Regions from separate parts of the Ovis aries genome. Here regions 1 and 3 are each linked to region 2. The links are chromatin contacts, called in public Hi-C maps. All regions are on one chromosome and are shown on one strand. The core of a region is the stretch at or near the end of the contact, and the rest is flanking DNA. Distances in the headings are between cores, read along the strand shown. Region 1 overlaps AGPS (alkylglycerone phosphate synthase). Region 2 has its middle 42 kb from the start of HNRNPA3. Region 3 overlaps LOC121818696.

Region 1 (3,412 bases), core at 450-2,949, 250 kb after region 2:
TAAGCAGAGTGACAATATACAACCCCTATTTTGTTACAAAACTCTTCTCAGGTCAGTCCTCTCCTATAATGCAGTGAGTTAAAGGTTTTTCTCTTTTGCTCCTTTCCTTCAATTCCAGTCTCTTCTGATTTTGATAGTTTGGGTGAGAGCAGCTTGGTTTTTAAATCATTTGTATTATTACTGGCTATATTCCCCACACTGTACTTTTCACCTGTGACTCATTTATTTTGTAGCTAGAAGTCTGTACCTCTTAATCTCCCTCACTTGTTTCTCATCCCTCCATCCATCTCCCCTCTGACAACCACCTGTTTGTTCTCTGTACGCATGACTCTGTTGCTGTGAGTTTGTTCATTTGTTTAGTCTTTTAGATTCCCACATATAAGAGAACTCATACAGTATTTGTCTTTCTCTGACTTATTTCACCTAAGATAATACCCTCTAGGTCTGTACATGTTGTTGCAGATAGCAAGATTCCGTTCTATTTTGTGGCTGAATTATATTCCATTATGTGTATGTCAGACATGTCTCTTTAGGTGTTGGCTACAATTTTGGCTATTGTAAACAATAATGCATTGAAACATATCTTTTTTCAAAACAGAGTTTTGTTTCTTTGGGTGAATCCTTAGGAGTAGAATTCCAGGGGCATATGGTAATTCTGTCTTTACTTTTTTGAGGAGCTTCCACACTGTTTTCCATGGTGGCCGCACCCTGTATATCCCTACCAGCAGTGTCCGCTGCCGCTGCTAAGTCACGTCAGTCGTGTCCGACTCTGTGTGACCCCGCAGATGGCAGCCCACCAGGCTGCCCTGTCCCTGGGATTCTCCAGGCAAGAACACTGCATGAGGGTTCCCTTTTCTCCGCGTCAGGACTCTGATTTTAAAATGAACACCCAAGGTAATATTTATATTCCCAAGAAGTTTGAGAACCTCTGTGGTTGTGATTGGGTCCAGATTTTAGTATTTCCTTTTCTCTCCCCTAAACTTTGTGGTGTTCATTTTTTTTTTTTCTTGTGGGTTTGCCAGAAGCAAAGATAACAATCCCAACTACTTGTCGTTTAAAGTAGAAGGGGCTGCTGCTTATTATTGTTACTATTTTAAGTTAAAAAATAAAACAACTTGTTACAGCTAGAATACCACGTATATCAAGCAGATGTGGACTCCGGTCTTGGCCTTTTTAGGGTCTTGTCAAGGTATTGAGTTGTCCCCTGGAGGACAGCTAAGAAAGGAAACTCAGAGGCTTGGTTTTCATGGTAAAATGACGTACAGATTTTTAGAGACATTCATACTGTCTTGTTTGGTTTTATAGTTTTTGCAAAAATGAAAGGCTGTAGCATAAATGGCCTTTGGTCCCTTACAGGCTGGTCAGTATAAAAAGCTTGTGATAAAGTTCCTCTTCTATTTTCCGCCAAACTGGAGAGAGCAATGAAAGTTAAGTGACATTTTCCTAGCTCAGTGTAGACAAATTCTGGAATTGATTACCTAAATTGCCACATTGATTAGATCACAAGTGGACAGTGGATAAACCAAATTTGAAGTATAGTTCAGGGAGCACACATAGTCAAGGGAAGTATATCTTTGTTCTTTGTCTTTTGCTGAGACAATTTCCTGATACAGATTTGGGCTATTTTCCTCAGTTACATAGACCGATACATGGAGAGTGAACAGTGGAATGATTGTGCCTTTCCAGGTCTTCAGATAGCAAGTTTGCGTGTGTGTGTGTGTACTGCTGCTCCTGCTAATGAGTCGCTTCAATCGTGTCCTGACTCTGTGGCCCTACGGACTGTAGCCCACGAGGCTCCTCTGTCAATGGGATTCTCTAGGCAAGAGTACTGGAGTGGGTTGCCAGGCCCTCCTCCACCCTAGCACAAAATACTTGGAATATATACTACCATAGGTATGAATGACTGATACTCTGTGTTTCCATTTTCAGTGTGGAAATTGAAACAATTCAAACAGCATTGAAACAATTCAATTCAAACAATAATGAATTTCCAGTTGGTAGAATATGGTAGGGTACAAGTGTGGGGGTAAGGAAACATACCCAAGGAGACTGCAATGAGTAATGAGTCCAGGTTGTCCTCTCGAGGGGTGACGCTGGCCTTACTTTATTTACCCCAGGCATCTTTGTGCCTCTAAAGATTTCCCCCACACCTGAATATTCCTTTTTCCTCCATTCATTAATTTATATCGAGTATAATAGGAATTGGACATTAGGGACATAACTTTTAGCCTTTGAATTCAGGTCTTAAAAAGTTTCTTTACAGTACCAGAGTCTTGCAAGCTATAAAGAGTTGACTGTAGGAAATTAAATATGTATTTGATTTGCTATGTATTTGATGCTGACTCATTGGTAATGGAATTCTGTCATTTAAAAAGAAACCAGCAATTTGCAGAGATTGCTGAGTAAACCAGCAGTGGGCTTTATAATGAACCATCATGGAATTTCTGTATGTATGTCAAAGAAAGGATTGTTTTCTTGGAACATAGAGAACTGCACTGAGACTCAAAGGGTTGAGCTGTGTATTTGCGTCAGGTTCAGAGTTGTGCTAATCACACTTTTTAGTTCATGGCGTTTGCCTGTGAACAAATGTGAGGACTCTTATTTTTATTTCCTCAGTCTCTGATTTCTAATCCCATCTCCCCTTTCCAAATGTACCCTTGAATATTCTTAATTATGTGTATATGTGTTTTATAAAATATGTAGCATTATTTAGTGTATTTTTAATTTGCCTAAATGGTGTAATGCTATAGATCATATTGTTTCCCCTTTTGCATTCACTACTGTTAAAAAAAAACCTTCATATTTCTGTATCTGTTGAGTGTATCTGTCTACCTCTCTGCTTCTGATTGCTGCCTAGTATCAGGTTGGCCAAAAGGTTCGTTCAGGTTTTTCCGTTAGTGTCTTACAGGAAAAACCAAACAGACTTGCTGGCCTACTCAGTATCTCAGGGCATTTCCTTCCTACTCATTCATTTTGCCAGTGGTTGCCTCCAGCTATTCTTACGAGTAATGCTCTGGAGACTATATCACACAAGATTCCTGATGGAACTGTGTGTGAATTCCTGCCCAAAGTATACCTGGGAGTTGTAGAGCTGAGCCATGGAAATGACACTACATACGAAAAGTTAGCACCCCATTGCTCTGTGGAGTGGTTTGCCAGTAATGCTTACTGGTTCCTCTTTTCCATGCTCTTGCTGACAACTTCCTGTGTCCAAAATCTTATGTATAATCCCATTTACACAGTCACACAGGCTAAAGTTAGAAAACTGATTTATTACATGGAAGGGCCAGATTTTTATTACGGCAGGTAGTTTTAATTTAGGGGATATTGTCGGAAGACTGAAATTCATATTGAAGTTCAAAGGGTTGCATGGTAATATCCAGGCTTTGCAAGGAGAATGCACTGTAATCTT
Region 2 (3,409 bases), core at 613-3,112:
ATTAAAAGAGCCTTGTTTGTGTTAATTTTCTTTTACAAATCCTTTTCAGGTACTGATTTGAAGTGAAAGTCGCTCAGTTGTGTCCAATTCTTTACAACCCCATGGGCTATACAGTCCATGGAATTCACCAGGTGAGAATACTGGAGTAGGTAGCTATTCCCTTCTCTAGGCAATCTTTCCAACTCAGGAATCAAACCCAGGTCTCCCACACTGCAGACGGATTCTTTACCCCGAGTCACCAGGGAAGCCCACTGATTTGAAACTCGTATTCAATTATATAAACTCAACTTCCATCTCAAGAAAAAGATAAAAGAGACACAAAGGAGACCAGAACAACTAAAGATTTTAAGATTTTTAACCAGGGTCTTATTATTCACTAAAAGTTATAAGATGTTTAAAATCAAACAGAACACATCTACACTTTAACTTGACTAATAAGGTTAGGTAATTTTTAATATGAAATATGCAGCTTTTAGCAAAAGTATAAGCTTAAAATAGTAGCTTATGTAAATTTCCCAGAGCAAAACCATGACCAGCTATTTCACCATCTATCTCACATAGAGAAGATTTTAAGTATATCTCCCCAAAAGCACAGTAACATAAATTAGACTCCCAGGTAAGAGTGACAATTCTTCCTGCCTGAAACTTTCTCTAAATTATATCTGCCTTCCAAAAATATTACAAAAAATTGCAGATCAGATTATTATTATCTATAACTGATAGATACAGACATACAAATGACATTTAAAAAGGAAAGTTCTTCAAAAGCTTCAACTTGTTTTCATAGTAAATTTCACTTTGAATATTAGTACTAGTAATTGATTTTAGCAATCATAGAGTTATAAACAGTTTCTGCTATTTAATGAAAGAAATGTCTCAGCTTTAGACTTTATTTATTAGCATTTAAAGTCCCTCCATAACCCTAGTAAGATCAGTTATGGCCTAATTAAATGAGAAAAATGGCCTGCCAAAGATTCTTTGTTCTTAAAATAAATACTGCATGTTTTCAGTTTTCCTGCAAATCATCAGAACCTATTTCAACTGAAGAGCACACTGGGCTTCAAGACTAAATTTACTTCATGCAATCCAAATAAAGTGTCTTTTGCCTGGAATTTTTACATTTTTTCATGGTGTACCAGCTACAAGTATCATCTTAAGAGGTTTCTGCTTTATTAACCATTTGAGAGTTTTTCATCTTTGAGTTGTACCAGTATGAAGGTAGCAGAGCCTATTCACAGTAGAAATATTCGCTGCTTAAAAATGAACACAAATTTAGGCCTACAACGTGTCTGTTATCAGTGCTGTGTTTGTGGTGAAACTCCATAGTTAGTACGTGTTCTAATTATATACTCATTGGAGAAGGAAATGGCAGCCCACTCCACTGTTCCTGCCTGGAGAATCCCAGGGACGGGGGAGCCTGGTGGGCTGCCATCTATGGGGTCGCACAGAATCGGACACGACTGAAGCGACTTAGCAGCAGCATATACATATAAATGAAAAACAAAAGGCTAAACATCCAGTGGCAAAAGATTGAGCTGCTGCACCAACCTGGCAAGAGTACTTCAAATGAATGATCGCTTCTCAAACCCTTTGGAATAACGATTGCATTCATCTGGCTTTTCCTCTCTGAGCCCCTGCTCACCACTTTCCTCTCCTTTCAGCTGTAATCTGGTCTGCCCTACTCTGGCCACACTGCAATGATCCCCTGTTGTACTGACGGACGGCGGGGGGCGGGTGGGTGTCGGGACGGACCGCTGGGGAATGCGGAAGAATGATGGTTAAGGTGAGACAACAAGATGACAGCCGCTTCTCCAATTTGGGAGCGAACCACGCGTCTTCCCTATTCTACCACTAGCTGGCGCCAGAGCTCTAAAGATATATAGATGCATTGCGTCATAGCTTGCTAATTAACAAAGACGTTTTCAAACTGACCAGAGCTTTCCCAGGAAAATAGGAAATGATTTTAACTGTGAAAAGCAGTAACATAGGAGCTGCGATTCCGATTAAAATAACCCAATTTTATGCCTCCAAGCTATTGTCTTCAAAAAAAGAGAGATGCCTCATTAAACAATTGGTGGGTTGCTTTTTTTTTTTTCCCCCCTTATCCAAACAATAAACAGAGGGGAAGTCTTTTCCTTTACAAACTATTCACTATACACATAAAACTGTAAAATTTTCCGGTTATATAATGCTCTGTTAATCTAAATAAAGTGGCTTTTTTTTTTTTTACTATGCCTTTAGTCTAAGAGAGAAATGTCTGATACATCAGGGTCACACACAGAAAGGGACTTTACAGCTTTAGCTCCTAATTAACTCCTACATCTTCCTCTCTTGTAACTAGCTTCAAATTTCCACTTCCTGGCTCCAAGAGACCAGCTTTCAGTTACCTCATCCTGTGCTTCCAGACACTTCCATGGCTGCAGATCTGTCAGGAGGAACTGATCAGCCATCTAAACACACAATTGCTCATTTTAGGAAAACCAGCCCCTGGACAAAAGAACAGGAAACAGTATATTTGTTTGGTTCAGGACAGAAACTATAGATATGCAAATAAGATACGCTGAGATGTAGCTCTGGGTGGGACAAGTACTTGGAAAATTCAAAATATACGCTGCCTTGGAAAATATTTTTTCATTTGGAATGTTTCATATTCATATATATTCATTTTTGCAATTAGAAAAATGACAGACACAACTTATTTTGGCAAGAGAAGTTGAATTCAGACAAAACTACAGTGAAATGATGCAATTTCAAAAAGATACATAGTTTGACTTGTAAACATTTTGAAAGTGAAAGTGAAGTTGCTCAGTCGTGTCCGACTCTTTGTGACCCCGTGGACTGTAGCCCACCAGGCTCCTCTGTCCATGGGATTCTCCAGGCAAGAATACCTGAGTGGGTTAGGTAATATTCATTCAGGGCTTCCCTGATAGCTCAGATGGTAAAGAATCTGCCTACAGTGCAGGAGACCTGGGTTTGATTCCTGGGTCAGGAAGATCCTCTAAAGAAGGGAATGGCAACCCACCCCAGTATTCTTGCCTGGAGAATTCCATGGACAGAGAAGCCTGGCAGGCTACAGTCCATTGGGTAGCAAAGAATTGGACATGAATGAGCAACTATCAATCACTCACTCTGTACTTTTAAGCGAGTCCTTCCCCAAATCAAACATATACCTGTGGCACCTCACAGGGCCACAGACATAAATCCTTTCCTGAGCCGAGTTTTCCCTTAAGATAGCAGTGAATCATCGACCTTTAGTCTCCCAATAAGGTTCCAGAAATGAAACAGGACAGAATGTGGTCTCTAACACCAACCAATATTTGTGCTAATGATGTTTTGGTTTTCCAGTTGAAATCTTCATGAATGTTTTTCAAAGGACACCTGGCTGACTTTGATGCAGAAGGGAACATTC
Region 3 (3,341 bases), core at 90-2,589, 130 kb after region 2:
TGCCTGTAGAATCCCACGGACAGAGGAGTCTGGCAGGCTGCAGTCCTTAGGGTTGTGCTGAAGCGATTTAGCACACACACACACACACACACACAAATTGTGAACTGTTATATTAGCATTCTGTGCTTTGACAAATTTATGGATACTTTTTTATGATTTCTAGAAACATATGCTTTCTCACAGTAAATTTTTCATTGTGATATGAAACGTGTTTACTAATAAATCCAAGTATTTTTAGTTCTTCTGGGAAAGGAAGCAAAAGTAAAATGGCCTGTGTTTAGTAATTAATGTTTCAGTATTTTATATCATTTGGGAATGATCTAGGTACACAATGACTGTCCATCATTTAATTCAATTTAGCAGAACTTTAAGGTTTCAGTAAACCAAAAGGTTTGTGGAAACTAGTTTAAAAGTTCACCTAAAAACTTTTATCCTGTTTATATCTATTAAATTCACTTATTTTCAGTAATTATGTTTAGACTACCCACAAAAATTTCATGAGACATTAGACAAAGTCAGCTATCATCCCAAGTTATTTTTCTCGCTGACAGATTGTGTAAGAAAGACTACATGAAATTATTTGACCACGAAATCCGGGTATAGAATTGGCCAAAAAGTTCCACCTTTAATGGAATAAAGTATGTCTGCATTATTTTAATGCTGAAGACATATCTATTTTAATTAACCCAACAAACTTGAACTAATTTTTATTTACCAAAGATTATCTCAGATCATGTGAACTTGAAAAGCATTTGGGTTAGTTTCCATCATATTTTTGAGCGTTTAGGATTTCTTAATTCATATAAGTGCTTAATTCTCTTCAAGCCAAGTACAGTGCTTTTACAAATTAATTTTGGTTCTACCATCCAAAGATAGAAAATACTACACATTTATTATACACATACACAAACATATAAACAGATGAAAACAGAGATCTTATAGCTTCTGTTTTAAAATTACTGCCATGAAACACTAGAAGACAGAACTTACTAGTTATAAAAGCAGTTGGATCAATGTTTTCCAGTAGATGAAATAAGCTAAGCTTATCTGTTCAGATGGCGAGAGCTATTTACTAATATTTGTGGAGAAGACATGTAAAAGATTTTTCATTTGTCTAAGTTCAAAATGACCACCTCTTCCACTTTTTTTTTGTTGTCTGTTTGTTTTCATGAGAATTACTTCCCTGAAGTTGCTATCTTAAAGAAATGCTCTAAGAGTTCCTGGAGCATTTCTGGTTTTGCCAAGATTCGTAAGAAAATGACAGTTGTTTTGAACTCCTAAAGGAATTGGGTTTCAACTTAAATGACATCATAGGTTGCTCCACCCATTTTTAGAAGGTTTCTCTTCTACTTTGTGTACACAGTTTCATTTTAGCTTAGTGGAGGAGGCCTAGAAAAATTCCTATCAGGGTCTGAATGTCAGCTTTCAGCCTGGCCAATTTCTGACCACAGAGCTACTTAAAAATCCTTCTGAATGTCTTATCCGTTTTCAGCCAGGACAAACAGTAAATACTTCTAGAAGTGCTGAACAACTCCTTTGTTATCTCCAAAGAAAATGCGAAAGACATTTTATTTTTCTCTTTATTGGGCACTGTAGACATATCTGGGAGAGCTGACTCTGGTTAGAATTCTCACCCTTAGCTTGATTGTATGTCTTTTCAGGACCACATCTGCAGGCTCTGAGAGGGGTTTAAAGTAGAGAGTGTAGCTTCAGTATCTAAAAGAATTTGGCAAGGTTTTCCATTAATTTTAGTTTTCCTTGGCTGTTTAAGGGAATAACGTAATAGTTTACCAGAAAAGCCCTCGGAGTCTCATCAACTCTGGGAGGAACTCATACAGGGACCCTCCTTTGAGGGTCGATATAAGGACATTCATATCTACAAATCAGCTGAATATTATGCAGAGGCTTGTTTGAGGGCATTTTCTTTTCCAGAGTCCCAGTTGCTTACCACTGAGACATCTAGCCATGAGTTAGCATTTTAATGATGGACTCCAAAAAGACTGTGATGTAGGGGCCCAGGCATTATTTCAGGTGACTGACCTTGGAGCCCTTATGACTTTAAAACCAACAGCTTGGTGGATTTTTGTTTACAATCTTGTTCCAAAGTCCTTTTAAAGTGTTCAGCTACAGTGGTCAAACAGGTAGCCTCCCATCCCATTTTTTTGTTTGTTTGTTTTGGTCTTTTTATTAATCTACTAACTTCTAGGACATAAACTATTTACAAATAGTGTAGCTAGAGCAGGTTGGGTGACTTCATCTCTTGAATGAAACCCAGAAACCTGTAGGAGGAGAGCTTCCAGATGAGCTCTAAAGTCAGCCACAGACTCATCTTTTTTTTTTTTGGTTGCATGTTTGAATAATAGAGCAGGGAAGACTCTAGGATTGGCTCTCAAAAGATCAGTTTCTACTTTGAGAGCATTTTCTGCTCCACTGGAGACCACGCTGAAGATTGAGGATCTCAAGTTATCATCCTCAGGGGTTTGCATTTTGCGTCCTTCATTTTTGTGCTTCATCAGACTCTACCAGCATATGCACAGGCTGATCAAGATCTGTCAGACCAGGGTCATAGGCTCTATAGGACTCTAAATTCTTCAAGACTTTTGAAGTGTGTTTTTTTTTTTTAATATTCTCTCTGGGTTTAGGAAATTCTTTAAGTACGGCCCTTGATTCAGTCTTTGACTAAGATGTGAAAGATACATGAGAAGGATTGCCTACAACCCTGGGCAGTTTTATTTTAACCTGCTTAATAACCTCTTCAGAATGGAAAGGCTGGGGGTGGGGTTGGGGTGGCTCAAGAGGGAGGGGATATATGACTCACACTGTTGTACAGCATTAACCAACACAACACTGTAAAACAATTATCCTCAAAAAAAAAAAAAAAAAGAATGGAAAGGCAGTTCAGGATAGAGAATTAGTGGAATGCGAATATTCAGGTAAATGAAGGTAGAAAAAAAAAAAAAGGAGCAGTAGGAGCCATGTTACACATACTATCTTTTATTTTAGGACCTCTTGTGTCTTTTATTTTTTATTGGCCTTTCCTATGCATCTTTCAATGAAGCTACTTTGGAATCGTGCAGGCTTTTGGAGGGCCCTGCATACCAGTTAAAATAAGTATCTCATTTTGTTTAATTTGGGAATCCTAGCTTTCAAGTGTATTCTTAAATGAATGATCTTATCTAACTGGAACATTCTCCATTATGGCCACTGGAATCCTAGCTTGTTTTTGGTAAGATTTTGCCATTTTTGTAAATATCTACAGCTTCCAGGTCCATAGTTCTTAGCCGTGAGATAAGCAGGTGTGCTGAAAGGTGGTGTGCTTAATGCTTTAGAATTTGAGTTAG

The links. A called contact is a pair of places that touch in the nucleus more often than the background predicts.
Region 1: a Hi-C map of hypothalamus shows a contact between it and region 2, with 6 times the contacts expected there. The contact joins two enhancer-like sites. A contact is called at or near these places in 11 of 16 Hi-C or Micro-C datasets (blood, hypothalamus, mixed tissues and 5 more).
Region 3: a Hi-C map of mixed tissues shows a contact between it and region 2, with 4 times the contacts expected there. The contact joins two enhancer-like sites. A contact is called at or near these places in 2 of 16 Hi-C or Micro-C datasets (mixed tissues and omental adipose tissue).

The regions. Positions count from the first base shown.
Region 1 is chr2:132,690,053-132,693,464 of ARS-UI_Ramb_v3.0, reverse strand. The region is part of intron 1 of AGPS (alkylglycerone phosphate synthase); the gene reads left to right. Among named protein-coding and RNA genes, the nearest start is that of TRNAW-CCA, 13 kb to the left of the region's middle. Within about 2 kb of position 1,699, at least 6 of the 54 cell types and tissues checked have an H3K27ac peak or open chromatin away from gene starts, as enhancers often do. A contact at or near this core is called in hypothalamus, where this site is marked.
Region 2 is chr2:132,939,279-132,942,687 of ARS-UI_Ramb_v3.0, reverse strand. No RefSeq gene overlaps it. Among named protein-coding and RNA genes, the nearest start is that of HNRNPA3, 42 kb to the right of the region's middle. Within about 2 kb of position 1,862, at least 17 of the 54 cell types and tissues checked have an H3K27ac peak or open chromatin away from gene starts, as enhancers often do. A contact at or near this core is called in hypothalamus, where this site is marked.
Region 3 is chr2:132,807,594-132,810,934 of ARS-UI_Ramb_v3.0, reverse strand. LOC121818696 reads right to left here. Exons shown (of 5, transcript XM_060409734.1): 5 at 1-1,678. Among named protein-coding and RNA genes, the nearest start is that of NFE2L2, 44 kb to the left of the region's middle. Within about 2 kb of position 1,339, at least 7 of the 54 cell types and tissues checked have an H3K27ac peak or open chromatin away from gene starts, as enhancers often do.